2 separate regions of the Mus musculus genome follow, and region 1 is linked to region 2. A link is a contact called in public HiChIP or PLAC-seq data. All regions are on one chromosome and are shown on one strand. The core of a region is the stretch at or near the end of the contact, and the rest is flanking DNA. Distances in the headings are between cores, read along the strand shown. Region 1 overlaps Acat1 (acetyl-Coenzyme A acetyltransferase 1). Region 2 has its middle 24 kb from the start of Exph5.

Region 1 (5,827 bases), core at 1,690-4,189, 320 kb after region 2:
TTCAGACACACCAGAAGAGGGAGTCAGATCTCGTTACGGATGGTTGTGAGCCACCATGCGGTTGCTGGGATTTGAACTCTGGACCTTCGGAAGTCCAGTTGGGTGCTCTTACCCACTGAGCCATCTCACCAACCTGGGATTTTTTTTTTTTTTACACGTAACGCTGGCCACGTGGAACTTCCTACATAGACCTGACTAGCCATGAAATCAGAGATTACCCAACTCCTGAGTGCTAGGGTTAAAGATTTATATCCAGCAATAATAAAGTTTTTTTTTTCCCCAAAGACACTGTTGCAGTCTTCAGACACACCAGAAGAGGGCATCAGATCCCATTACAGATGGTTGTGAGCCACCATGCGGTTGCTGGGATTTGAACTCTGGACCTTCGGAAGTCCAGTTGGGTGCTCTTACCCACTGAGCCATCTCACCAGCCTGGGATTTCTTTTTTTTTTTTACACGTAACGCTGGCCACGTGGAACTTCCTACATAGACCTGACTAGCCATGAAATCAGAGATTACCCAACTCCTGAGTGCTAGGGTTAAAGATTTATATCCAGCAATAATAAAGTTTTTTTTTTCCCCAAAGACACTGTTGCAGTCTTCAGACACACCAGAAGAGGGCATCAGATCCCATTACAGATGGTTGTGAGCCACCATGTGGTTGCTGGGAATCGAACTCAGGACCTCAGGAAGAGCAGTCAGTGCTCTTAACCGCTGGGCCATCTCTCCAGCCCCAGTAATAAAGTTTTAAAAACTTTTATAAATGGTAACCTTACAATATAAAAAACAAAAAACTGCTTCAATAAACAACATTGAGGTTGAAGAAATAGCTCAACACTTAAGACTGCATGTTGTTTTAACCTGAGAACCAGAAATAAAATCACAGCACCTCTGTAACAAGCCAGGTGCCTCACAAACTCCTGTGACTCCACTACGTGAGGTCTGACACCTTATTCTGGCCTCTACACATGAAGCATGTGTAACCCGCCCCCCAGGCATGTATACATTCACACAGACACAGACACACACAGTATCTATCTGTATAAGTGAATGTTTTGGGGTGGCAGGGCTTGGAGAAGAGAGTGTCAGGTCCCTTGGAATTAGAGGTGCATGTGGTTAAGATCGACCTAACTTGATTACTAGGAATTAAGTACAAGTTCTCTAGAAGAGCTGCAAATGCTCTTAGCCATTAATCTATTAAACTAAAAAATAAACAACACTAACCAAAAGCTCCTTTACTACAGAACAAAGTCCTGGGCTAGCAAGCCATCTGTATGTGCTACAAGAACAGCACCAACTAGAACATAGCCAGAACCATAATTTCCTTAACTACAAAATGAAAAGTGCTAAGTCCTCGTCAATGCCATGAAACACACTCTCCTTGTGTTTGGTTCCTACAGTCTCCAAAAAGCACTGGATGCAGTAAAAGCATGGAAGACTTGGTCTCACTTTGGGAACCTATAAACAAAGGCAGAGATCATAACTAGGAAATGAAGCAAAGGTCTTCTGGGTTAACCCCTAGGCAGTCAGTTCCTCTCTTGCCGAGTCTCTCGTGTCCACTGCACTGCACCACCTACAGTGCAATGTGGGCCCCTCATAATAAAGGAAGTTTTGGAGGAAAACTGTTTCATAGTGTATTATAGGGAATTATTCACAGACTGAATGAACCACTTTTGTGATAATATAAGAACTTAGTATGTGAATTGTCAGCTTTCCCGAGCCACTGTATAATCCCATTAATCTTCAAATATATTCAAGACAAAAAACTGTATGCAGCTCTGTTTGATGTGATAGGGTTGGTGATCCTCAAGCCATGAGCCACCTTGCCTAGCAACATGTGAGTCTCTACTGGCAACACACCTTTACATTCTTGAAGGTGCAATTGAAACTTTACTTACATTCAAAGTGGGTTTGGATGCATAACTTCGTTCCAGGCATCTTACTTCCTGTAAGGTAAATGTTTATGTTATAATATTTTAAAATTCATCCATTAATTTTACACTTAGCAATAATAGAATCAAAGTGACTTTCTTCATTTTTACACTTTTATTTCCAAGTTTTCCACAGTCTATATACACCGCTCTTATAAAGAAAATGCTTATAGCCAATATTGCCTTTCTTTTTTTTTTTTTTTTTTTTTTTTTTTTTTTGGTTTTTCGAGACAAGGTTTCTCTGTGTAGCCCTGGCTGTCCCAGAACTCACTCTGTAGACCAGGCTGGCCTCGAACTCAGAAATCCACTTGCCTCTGCTTCCCAAGTGCTAGGATTAAAGGCGTGCGCCACCATCACCTGGCCAATATTGCCTTTCTTTTGTGTGTGTGGTTTTTTTGTTTTTTCTTTTTTCAGACAGGGTTTCTCTATGTAGTCCTGGCTATCCTAGAACTCACACTGTGGACCAGGTTGACCTTGAACTGAGAGATCCACCTGCTTCTGCCCCTGAGTGCTGCTGGAGTTGAAGGCATGTGACATAACTGCCCAAGCTTAAATATTACTTTTCTGGTGAGCTTTTCTTTTCTTTGGAAACATACTGTAGGGTTGTGGGGTCCCATGTCCACTTGGTCACAGGTCACAGCCGCTGGAGAATCCCGTAGGCGGGACCCCACACTGTCGCCTTAGGGAAGCCCCAGGTCACTGCTCCTCTCCGGGTGAGGAAGCACAGTCTGAAGTGAAGAGGCCAGGGCTGACTGGTTCTCAGGCTCTAGGACGTCCAGGCACCACTGGAAGAGCTGAGAATGGAGTGGGTTCCACCCCTAGGGCTGGATCTAGCCCAGGGCTGGGGTGGGGAGAGGGGGTCTTTTGCTTGATGACTGTTGTGGCTGGGAGTGCAGAGAGGCCTTCTATGGGAGATTAACATAGGCAAAGGCCATCTCCATGGCTCCCCACTCAGATCCCAGTGAAAAGAGGCAGCCCGTGGTTTTGAGGCATTTATTGCCATGGCGGAAAGTGGATGAGTAAAACCAAACACCACTTCTCAGGGCGGGCCTGAGGTTAAGCAGCTTTTGCAGGGAGGAGCATCTGGGAAGGAAAGCTTATTGGCTATGCCCTCCAGGCCTTTAGGTACCTCATTAAAACAGAGATCTGCCTTGAGCCTACGTGGCCTGTGGTCACATCCTTTCCTACCTATGGGGTGCTTGGAGAGCTGTCCTTATATGAGTGATGGCCACAAATCCATGGGAGCCTGCACCTAGTGACAGTGGCCTAGTACCCAGGAACAGGCAACACTCCTACTGTCCCTTCAGGGTCCCCAGGGCTTCTAGCCTTAGCACAACGAGGAACCAGGAGACCTTCCACTGTCCTACAACATACATTTTAACTTTTGAAGAGCTGCCATTTGTGTATGGATGTTTTGTCTGCACGTATGTGTAACTGTGCGCCACATTCATGCAGTAGGGGACAAAAGGCATAAGATACTCTGCGACTGGTGATATAGAGGATTGTGAACTGCCAGGTAGGTATTAGGAACTGGACAGGTCCTCTGCAAGAACTTCCAGAAAAATCACCGGGCCACCGTTCTAGCCCCTAAAACTTTTTAAGTAAATATAAAACAACAAAGATTCTTAATTGTAAGTAAATACTCTGTGAGATGTTGAAGCATCTTGGGTATATGTCCAGGAGTGGTATACTGGGTCTTGAGGTAGAACTAGTCCCAGTATTCTGAGAAAATGCCAAACTGATTTTCAAAGCGGTTGCACTAGTTTGCACTCCTACCAGCAATGGAGGAGTGCTCCCCTTTCTCCGCATCTTTGCCAGCATGTGTCCTCTTGAGTTTTTGATCTTAGCCATTCTGATGGGAGTAAGATGGAAACTCATAGTTGTTTTTAGTTTGCATTTCCCTGATGATTAAGGATGTTAAACATTTAACTGCTTCTCAGCCACTCGAGATTCCTCTGTTGAGAATTCTGTTTAGTTCTGTACCCCATGTTTCAATTAGGCTATTTGAGTGAGTTGTTGGGATCTAGACCTCCCTGCTCATATATAGCAGATGTGTTCATGTGGGTTCTGAACAACTGAAACGGGGGCTCTCCCAAATGCTGTTGCCTGTACACGGGATATGGGATATGTTCTAGCTGGGCTGCCCTGTCTGGCCTCAGTGGGAGAGGAAGCACCTAGCCCCGAAGAGACTTGAAGTGCCAGGGTGGGAGGCATAACCAGGGCCCCCCATTCCACTCAGAGGAGAAGGGGAGGGGGAGTGGGGAAAGGATTTGTTGCGGGGATGACTGGGAGGGGAGTAGTAAGCGGGATGTAAAGTGAGTAAGTAAAACAAAATAAAATTAAATTAAAAAAATAAAGTAAATACTTAGTAAAATCCAGTGCTTTTATTTTGAGGGTTTTTGTTTGTTCATTTGTGTTTCTTTGTTTTGAGACAGAATTTCATGTGAACCAGGCTGGCTTCAAATTTACTATATGGTCATTTTCTGATGTTCCTGACTCTCTACCTCCCAAATGTTGGGATTACAGACTTGAACTACCACACTTGGTTTATTTGGAGATGGGTCAAACCCAGGGCACTTTATGCTCACCAGACAGTCTCTCTAGTGGCTGAACTGTATCTCTAGCCTTGGGCTGCTTTTTTGAGAAAGTACCTTTGTAAAGCCCGGGCTGACCTCAAACTCATGAAGACCCAAAGCAGCCTTGAATGCACTCCTCCTGCCCCAGCTTCCTGAACAAATTGTAGTTTATCTAAGTTCTTAATTATGTGATATTAAAGTTTTACATAAAAATATTGTTTAAAGCCGGGTGGTGGTGGCGCATGCCTTTAATCCCAGCACTTGGGAGGCAGAGGCAGGCAGATTTCGGAGTTCGAGGCCAGCCTGGTCTACAGAGTGAGTTCCAGGACAGCCAGGGCTACACAGAGAAACCCTGTCTCGAAAAACCAATATATATATTGTTTAATTTTTTTAAAGATTTATTTATTTATTATATGTAAGTACACTGTAGCTATCCTCAGATACTCCAGAAGAGGGCATCAGATTTCGTTACGGATGGTTGTGAGCCACCATGTGGTTGCTGGGATTTGAACTCGGGACCTTCGGAAGAGCAGTTGGCGCTCTTAACCACTGAGCCATCTCGCCAGCCCCTGTTTAATTTTTTAAAGTAGGCAGAAGACCGTGATTAACAGACCTTGCTACTCTTTCAGAGAACACAGGTTGGTCTCTCTCTCTCTCTCTCTCTCTCTCTCTCTCACACACACACACACACACACACAAATATTTTTAAAAGACTACTACTAGATGGAATATCTATTTTAAAAACATTTTAAGTAAAGCTTGCTGTTACTCCACAAGCCTTCCAATGATGCCTCTTGATTTACACAGGCAAACACACGCCATGGAATATGGCCTATATTGCCAGATAATTCTTAATTAAGGCGGGGGCTGGAGTGTAGCTCAGTGGCACAGTGACACAAGGCTTGCCTAGCTGTGAGGTTCTGGCTGATCCTTTGCATCACATTCATTAGAACAGAAGGAGAAGCACCTTAATTCTTTCCACACTATTTGTAGAAACAAATGTCAACAGAGGAGGTTCTGAAAATGTAGAGCAGAGTTCAAACCCTAGCTGATCTGCAGCTAGACTCTGAGGTCAGCAGGCCTGACATTCAGACAGCAGCTGGCAGCAGTTAGTGTGCAGTTAGAGCTCATGAAGAGCAATCAACAGCCCTGCAAATGCCTAGACTTTCAGGTGACCCAAGAATTTGGATTTTCACAGATTAAACACTTTATCCTAACTGAATGTGGATATCTAAAATTTCCGCTTAAAACTCAGATTAAACAAAACATAAATTTGACACTGGAGTTATAAACGGAAACAGCCATGGTAACCAAACTGGG
Region 2 (6,794 bases), core at 4,067-6,566:
GCAATGGGTGATGAGCTCTAAGAGGCAAGGTGTCAAGAACTTCATCTCAGGTTGCTTCTTGCAGCTGGATATGCATTTTCCTGTCACGATTACATAGCCTAATGATTCCTGGGCCCACCCTACTGATCAGATTTCCTGCAGATAAATATAAAGATGAACTTTTGTGCATTAATGGTGTTTTGATGAGTTACTGACTTTATAGAATTCCTGATTTGATTCAAATAGTTTTAGGTTAAGAGATAGTTTTAGTTGTTTTGCCAGAAAGATGCAATAAAGTCAAGAATAGAATCTGCCCACTCCTCATAGAATAGTAAGTAAAGGCTGCGTAATAAGAAATCCAATGAGCTCTCATAATTACACTAAAACGAGAACTAGGCTTGGGATAAATTTGTGATCAAGGAAAAACATTCACTCTAGGTCAGAGCCAAGGATGAAGCCACAGGTGGCACTATGCTAAAGCAAGGCCATGGGAAACTGTGGCTTTGAACTTATAATGAAACACTGCTTTGAACTTAACATAACATCCTTCTGTAACTCCCCTTTATGTAACATTTTATCTATGAATAACTTTCCAAAAACTTTTGTCTAAGAAAATTTAAAAAGGTCAGAGAAAAGAAATAAGCTGGTGTCATACATCCACCAAATGTATATGTCTGTTTATATACATACATGTGTAGGTATATGTGTATGTATGTAAGTATCCAAGAACACTTGTGGAACTGATGAGGAAAATGGTCAGGCCTGGCTTGAGTGTGTGTGTGTGTGTGTGTGTGTGTGTGTGTGTGTGTGCATATTGCCTTTGTAAAAGATTGAAATTCTTTTCCTCTTTTCTGGTTCACAAAGAGTTTACAAGCACAGAGTCTTCTCGGATGGCCAGTGAGGGGCTTCTGGCTGGCTTGCCAGAGAAAGGAGCCCTAGCAATAAACCCTTTACTTAACTCCCTGCTGCTAAACAGCATGTGTTCATCTCCAGAAACCAGCACTTATTAAAGCACAGAGAGTTACAGAATAAGAGACCAGAGCTTATTAAAGCACAAGTAGTTAGAGAAAAGAACCCAGCACTTAGGAGAACACAAACAGTAGGATTATAAGATCAAGGGTCATTCAGTCTTCAGGCTTTGTCTGGCTCTGTGCTCCACCTCAGGTCATTCCTCTAAAGGCTGGGCAGGTCCCTGAAAATCCTGTTTTGTTACTTATGTTGATAAATTGTGGATTCTTTCTTTCTTTTTAATTTTCTTTACTTAACATATAATTTTCAAATTTAAAAGCTGGCTCATAGTTAATACATGAACTGTAAACACATGAGTGACCTTATGTTTGTGCTTTTTTTTGAAGTTGTGTTTAAGTGAAGGTAAGTCAAGAAAGAATGGTTATGACTAGAGTAGGAGACAGGAAACAGGCATTGCAGTCCTCTTCTTTCTATACATTGAGACATATAGAATTACAGTGTGACCTTTTGTGATGATTGCTTTTGCATAGTTGTGACTAAAAATACATGAAAGATCAACTTTTTTTAAAGATTTATTTTTGTGGTTTTGTATGTGTCCATATTCATGCTGGTTTCTTTTTCTTTTTTTAAAGATTTATTTATTTTATGTATATGAGTACACTGTAGCTGTAGAGATGGTTGTCAGACTTCGTGTGGTTGTTGGGAATTGAATTTTTAGGACCTCTGCTCGCTCTGGTTGGCCCTGCTTGCTTCGGCCCAAAGATTTATTTAGTATTATACATAAATACACTGTAGCTGTCTTCAGACACACCAGAAGAAGGCGTCAGATCTCATTATAGGTGGGTGTGAGCCACCATGTGGTTGCTGGGAATTGAACTCAGGACCTTTGGAAGAGCAGTCAGTGCTCTTACCTGCTAAGCCAACTCACCAGCCCAAATAACTTCTTTTTAAAAGAAGGATTACATTGCTCACAGTTTCAGAGGGTTTGGATCACGGCTGCTTAGCCCATGCACTTGAGCAGGGTATCACCTTGACAGGGCATGTGGCTACAGAGAGGTGAAGAGTCTTAAGGTATGTAACATGGTGGCTTAGTCAGCTATTTGCTTTGATTTTGAGCCTCTTACCTGGCCTCTACTGGTCTTCTGTTGTCTACCAAATCAAGAACCCACCAATAGCTATATAAGTGTAGTGGGCGATTCCCTCTCCCTGACTCAAAGTTGTGTAAGTGCCCATCACCCCACAAAGTGTCAGAGGCTCTTTATTCATGATGCACAGAAGCAGAGAGCAAGGAGAGGACTTGGGACCAGATATAACCTCCAAACCACACCTCCGGTGACCCAGTTCTTCTAGCTAGGCCCCAAATTCTAGAGTTTCCACCACCTCCTAAAATAGCCTGTCTATCTTGGATCTCACTATGTGGATCAGGCCAGCCATGAATTTATAGAGATCCATCTGTCTGAGGGCTGGAATTAAAGGTGTATGCTGTCACATCTGGCCTAAAACCGTAAGAAGAAGAAAAAAGAATTAAAAGTTGCAAGATGTCAAAGATCCATACATAAATCCATAGGCCTTTTACTCAGAAAATGCAGACACAAAGAAGACAATTGAAGGCACGCAATGGAAGAAACAGGAAAACTGTTTCCCCATCCCCCACCCCCTTTTTTTAGTGGATCACAAAGGATTATGAAACACCACCAGATGTGGTGAGTCACATCTGTAATCCCAGCACTCAGGAGACTGAAACAGGATGATTGTCTTGATTCCAGGTCCATCTTGAACTGACTAGTGAGAACCAGATAAGCCTGGACTACAAGTAACAAAAAAAGAGGGGGGAAATTAAGGACTGCCCAGCAAGGTTAGCCAGTCATATTTGGCCAGTGTTTGTTTTCAGTAGTGTCCAAGCTGACACAAAATTCAACCCAAAGTCCTGGGTACGCAGTTAATAAAAAAAATTTTTTTTTTCTCAAGAACCAGCCTAGGGCAGTCATGAGAATTAGGTAGCATGGGATTAGATTTCTCAAGGGGTTGTTGTCGCCGTGAGTCATATTTGTTATAAGGTGACTACTGTTGATGGTTGGTGATGCTGCCTATTTTTCATTTATATGGGACTATGGAGAAAAAGGAAGTAGGCTTCACAATATAAATAATTTTGAATTTTTAAATCTTTTTATAAGGCCGCTCTTCTTGATTCTAAATCAGGTTTGAGTTGTTTGGTGGAGATTATTAGCTTTCTCAGAAACTCCAGTGTAAGCTGGACAAGATGACTCCTCAGGCAGACAAATACATGACATAAGTCTTTTCCAGCCAGGATTTATGTACTGCATGTATTGAGACTATTTTAGAACATTCTAAGAAAAAAAAATGTGTTTAGGAAAAATATTTCCTAATGTTAGGAGGTCCCTTTCTTCTAAAACTGGGATAACTAAAAATGAGTGTACTGGTGTACACACATACCAGCTACCTCTAATCCTTAAACAAATGTTCCCCGTTTTATGTCTTCAAATACATCTGAAATTTTTTGTGTCTGAGAGAGACATTGTCTATTTACATAGCTTTGGATGACTTGGAACTCATTATGTAGACCAGGCTGGCCTTGAACTCACAGACACATTTGCCTTGCCTTTGCCTCCCATGTGCTAGGATTACTATGTTCCCCGACACCATCTACCCCTGAGTTTTAAAAAATAGGTTGTCGTGTGTGTGTGTGTGTGTGTGTGTGTGTGTGTGTGTGTATCACTCTAAAAATATATATATACTCCATCAGGGTTGGAGAGATGTCTCAGTGGTTAAGAGGGCTTCCTATACTCCCAGATGACTCAAGTTCAGTTCAAGCACCCACATGAGTGGCTCATAACCACTGTAACTCTATTTCCAAGGGGATCTGACACTCTCTTCTGGTCTCCAAAGGCACTCACATACACTCAGCATATAGACACACACCTCACACCTACACACACACACACACACACACACACACATCCACACCACACACAAAGTAAAAGTGAATTCTTCTAGTGCCACAGAAACTTAGAAAGGGAAGAGGAAAGAGAAGGTGTCAAACAGCTTATGATGTTCCCTAACAGGCTAGGACCATGCAATGATGCTAAGCATCCAGCTTACATGGCTTCCATTTCAGGAGGCTTTTAAGTCTACCCAGAATTCTGCTGTGAAGTCATTAGCTTTCATTAACCAGATCCAACCCAAAGACTTCTCATCAGATCTAGAATTTCTTTGCTATACCTCTGATGTTGAAACAAAACACACAAAGGGAAAGAATACAGGCCTTGCCCCATCTACACCCTCACAAGGTGACTCAGTTTCCATGCCCACATATGGACATCTGCACTCTGCAACCTCGTAAGACAGCATCATCAGGTAAAACTCCCACCTCTCACTAACCACGGAAGTAGTCCTGCTCTGATTCCAAGTCACCTTCCTCTTCTGCTCACTTCCTATTGGCACACTCTCTCTCCGGTACCCAACTATGAAGATGCGCTAACACCCAGAATTCTTAGAGTATAGAGGAGGACATTGAACTAGGACACAAAAAGTTTTCCTCCTTTCAAATGTAATGGTCTGAGTGGTTTCCGTCTGTTAACCTCGCTTAGAATGGAAAGCAAAGGATTGATTAAAAATTCAAAGTAATTAAAACGGTGTGCTAAATAAATAAATAAATAAATAAAACAAAGAACCTTCAAAGTAGTTTTAAATAAACTTGGGGGTACTTTTTCTAATCCTGTACATTTAATGGGTGGTAAAATGCAGATGGCCTGGGGACTAGCTGAGGATTTTTGATCCCAAATTGGGAGTGCATTTTGGTTTAAGTCAATCGAATGTCATTTTAAGAAAGGCCTTGTTTAAAACTCTTTTTTTTTTAAGATTTATTTATTTATTATGCTGTAGCTGTCCTCAGATACTCCAGAAGAGGGCATCAAATTTCATGGTTGTGAGCCACCATGTGGTTGCTGGGATTTGAACTCGGGACCTTCGGAAGAGCAGTAAGTGCTCTTAACCACTGAGCCATCTCGCCAGCCCCTGTTTAAAACTCTTATCTTAGCCAAGTTACCCTTTTGGGTTTTGTCCCTTCAACAGCTTGTGAAGTTTTAAAGGGCAGGCTAGGCTACAAGTACCCTGGGCTACTAGGACAGTATTAAGTTGCTTGGATGCTTAGAGGTAGAGATATTCTTACTATTGCAAATTCAGCCAGGTACACCACTCCTGCTCTGGAATGTGGTCACCTGGCTATCATGGTGAAGATGTTGACCACAGCAAAGAGGAAGCAATCTTTCAGGAGAAACCAGGAGGCATCCTTCTACTTAGTCAACACACACACAAGATTAGGTGATGACTCACGCAATACCAATGAAGCAATTGGTAGACAACAGGATTTAAAATTAAACAGAAATTGTGAGTCACATCGGTCATGCTTTAGTTTGAATATCCAGGTTGTTTTGCTTCTCAGTTAAGTAGTAGGTAGCATACTTGCATACAGAGGAAAACAGAAAGCACACATTATTTGTTTTTTAAACTTAGATGCTCTTTATTTCACACACACACACCACAGACACACAAATCTGTAGTTTTAGACCTATGAAGGAAATGAAGTGACTTGTTTTACATTTTCTTTATTCTCCTTTTTTTTTTTTTTTTTTTTTTTTTTACATATTCCTAGGAGTTATTCCTATACAAGACTAGCCTCTGAGCTGAACTGCCACGTCTTCACCAGCCAGCTGGGCCAGCTTGCAAAAGATCACCACAGCTGGACTGGTTGGTTATTGATGTTGTCTCCTAGAAGATACGGAGTGCTGAAGAAGGAAGGATGGGGAAGGCCAGGGGTATCCAGCAACTCTTCCCAACAAGTTGTATGCAGTTGTGCATGTGGCCTCAGTGAGGGGCTAGAGTATATAGGAGGGAAAGGGCTAGGAGACAGGGCTCCTTATACATAGCCATGGGGCAGTCACCATCCATGCTGAGTGCAAACCTTACAGTGTGGGTAAAGGTCACTCATGATCCTTCTTACAACCCTTTACCCATTGTTTGGTAAGTTTAATATTGCTTCCTCAGAGTGAGCTGTGATGTAATCATTTGCAGTTGGAACCTTAGGAGGACAGGTAGACATTCTTTCATTTTCTGCCAGGGAAAGAATCTAGGAAAAGTTATATAATCACTCAACTGCACATTCCTCAAGTAACATGCCCTACATTATTGTGAATAGCTACTAGAAGGGAAGAGAGTTGAATTTTTACCATAGGAAAACATCTCTTATGAACAGCATAGCAACTGCTCTTAAGATAGTATTAACTGTTCCCTCTTAAGAAGTACGGTTGAAAAGGCATGGTTACAAAAGAACTGCAAAGTCACAACAGCAACAGCAGCAGCAACAACAATACAACCATAATTGATAAACACTACTTTCCCCTATCACTTTTAATAAGAAACAGGCTGCTCTTTCTAGCAGTTAAGCCTTTCATCATCTGTGTAGATATTAGCATAATGAAAACTTTCTTTACCAAGGCCTTAGTTGTGTTGGCTTTCCATAGTATCTTCCATACAATGGGTGTCTAGCATGTATTTGATGCATGAATAGCTGAAGGCATTAATGAGTTTGAAAAGCTAGACTTCTTAGAGGTCTTCTGAACAGAGTTCTTAAACTGCTTTGACACTCTTCTTTAACACTGCTGTTAGAAGCAGCTATTTCTTAGGCTATCTGTTGACCTTGAAGGTTGACAAGTAAACAGTACCCATAGACACACCCCCACAGGCATGACCTAGACTAGACTATTGCATTGCATTCTGGTCATTTTATGTAGAGGTGCCGCTCTGTAATACTGTGTGGAGTAAGAATG

The links. HiChIP or PLAC-seq counts read pairs in DNA pulled down with a chosen protein or histone mark.
Region 1: a FOXA1 HiChIP or PLAC-seq map of pancreatic cancer cells shows a contact between it and region 2. The contact joins two enhancer-like sites. A contact is called at or near these places in 2 of 39 promoter capture datasets (pre-B cells and stem cell-derived epiblast-like cells), 1 of 115 datasets of contacts at active chromatin or transcription factors (pancreatic cancer cells) and 1 of 9 other capture datasets (pancreatic islet).

The regions. Positions count from the first base shown.
Region 1 is chr9:53,596,187-53,602,013 of GRCm38.p6, forward strand. Acat1 (acetyl-Coenzyme A acetyltransferase 1) reads right to left here. Exons shown (of 12, transcript NM_144784.3): 2 at 1,899-1,946. Among named protein-coding and RNA genes, the nearest start is that of Acat1, 11 kb to the right of the region's middle. Within about 2 kb of position 2,940, at least 13 of the 459 cell types and tissues checked have an H3K27ac peak or open chromatin away from gene starts, as enhancers often do. A contact at or near this core is called in pancreatic cancer cells, where this site is marked.
Region 2 is chr9:53,273,900-53,280,693 of GRCm38.p6, forward strand. No RefSeq gene overlaps it. Among named protein-coding and RNA genes, the nearest start is that of Exph5, 24 kb to the right of the region's middle. Within about 2 kb of position 5,317, at least 23 of the 459 cell types and tissues checked have an H3K27ac peak or open chromatin away from gene starts, as enhancers often do. A contact at or near this core is called in pancreatic cancer cells, where this site is marked.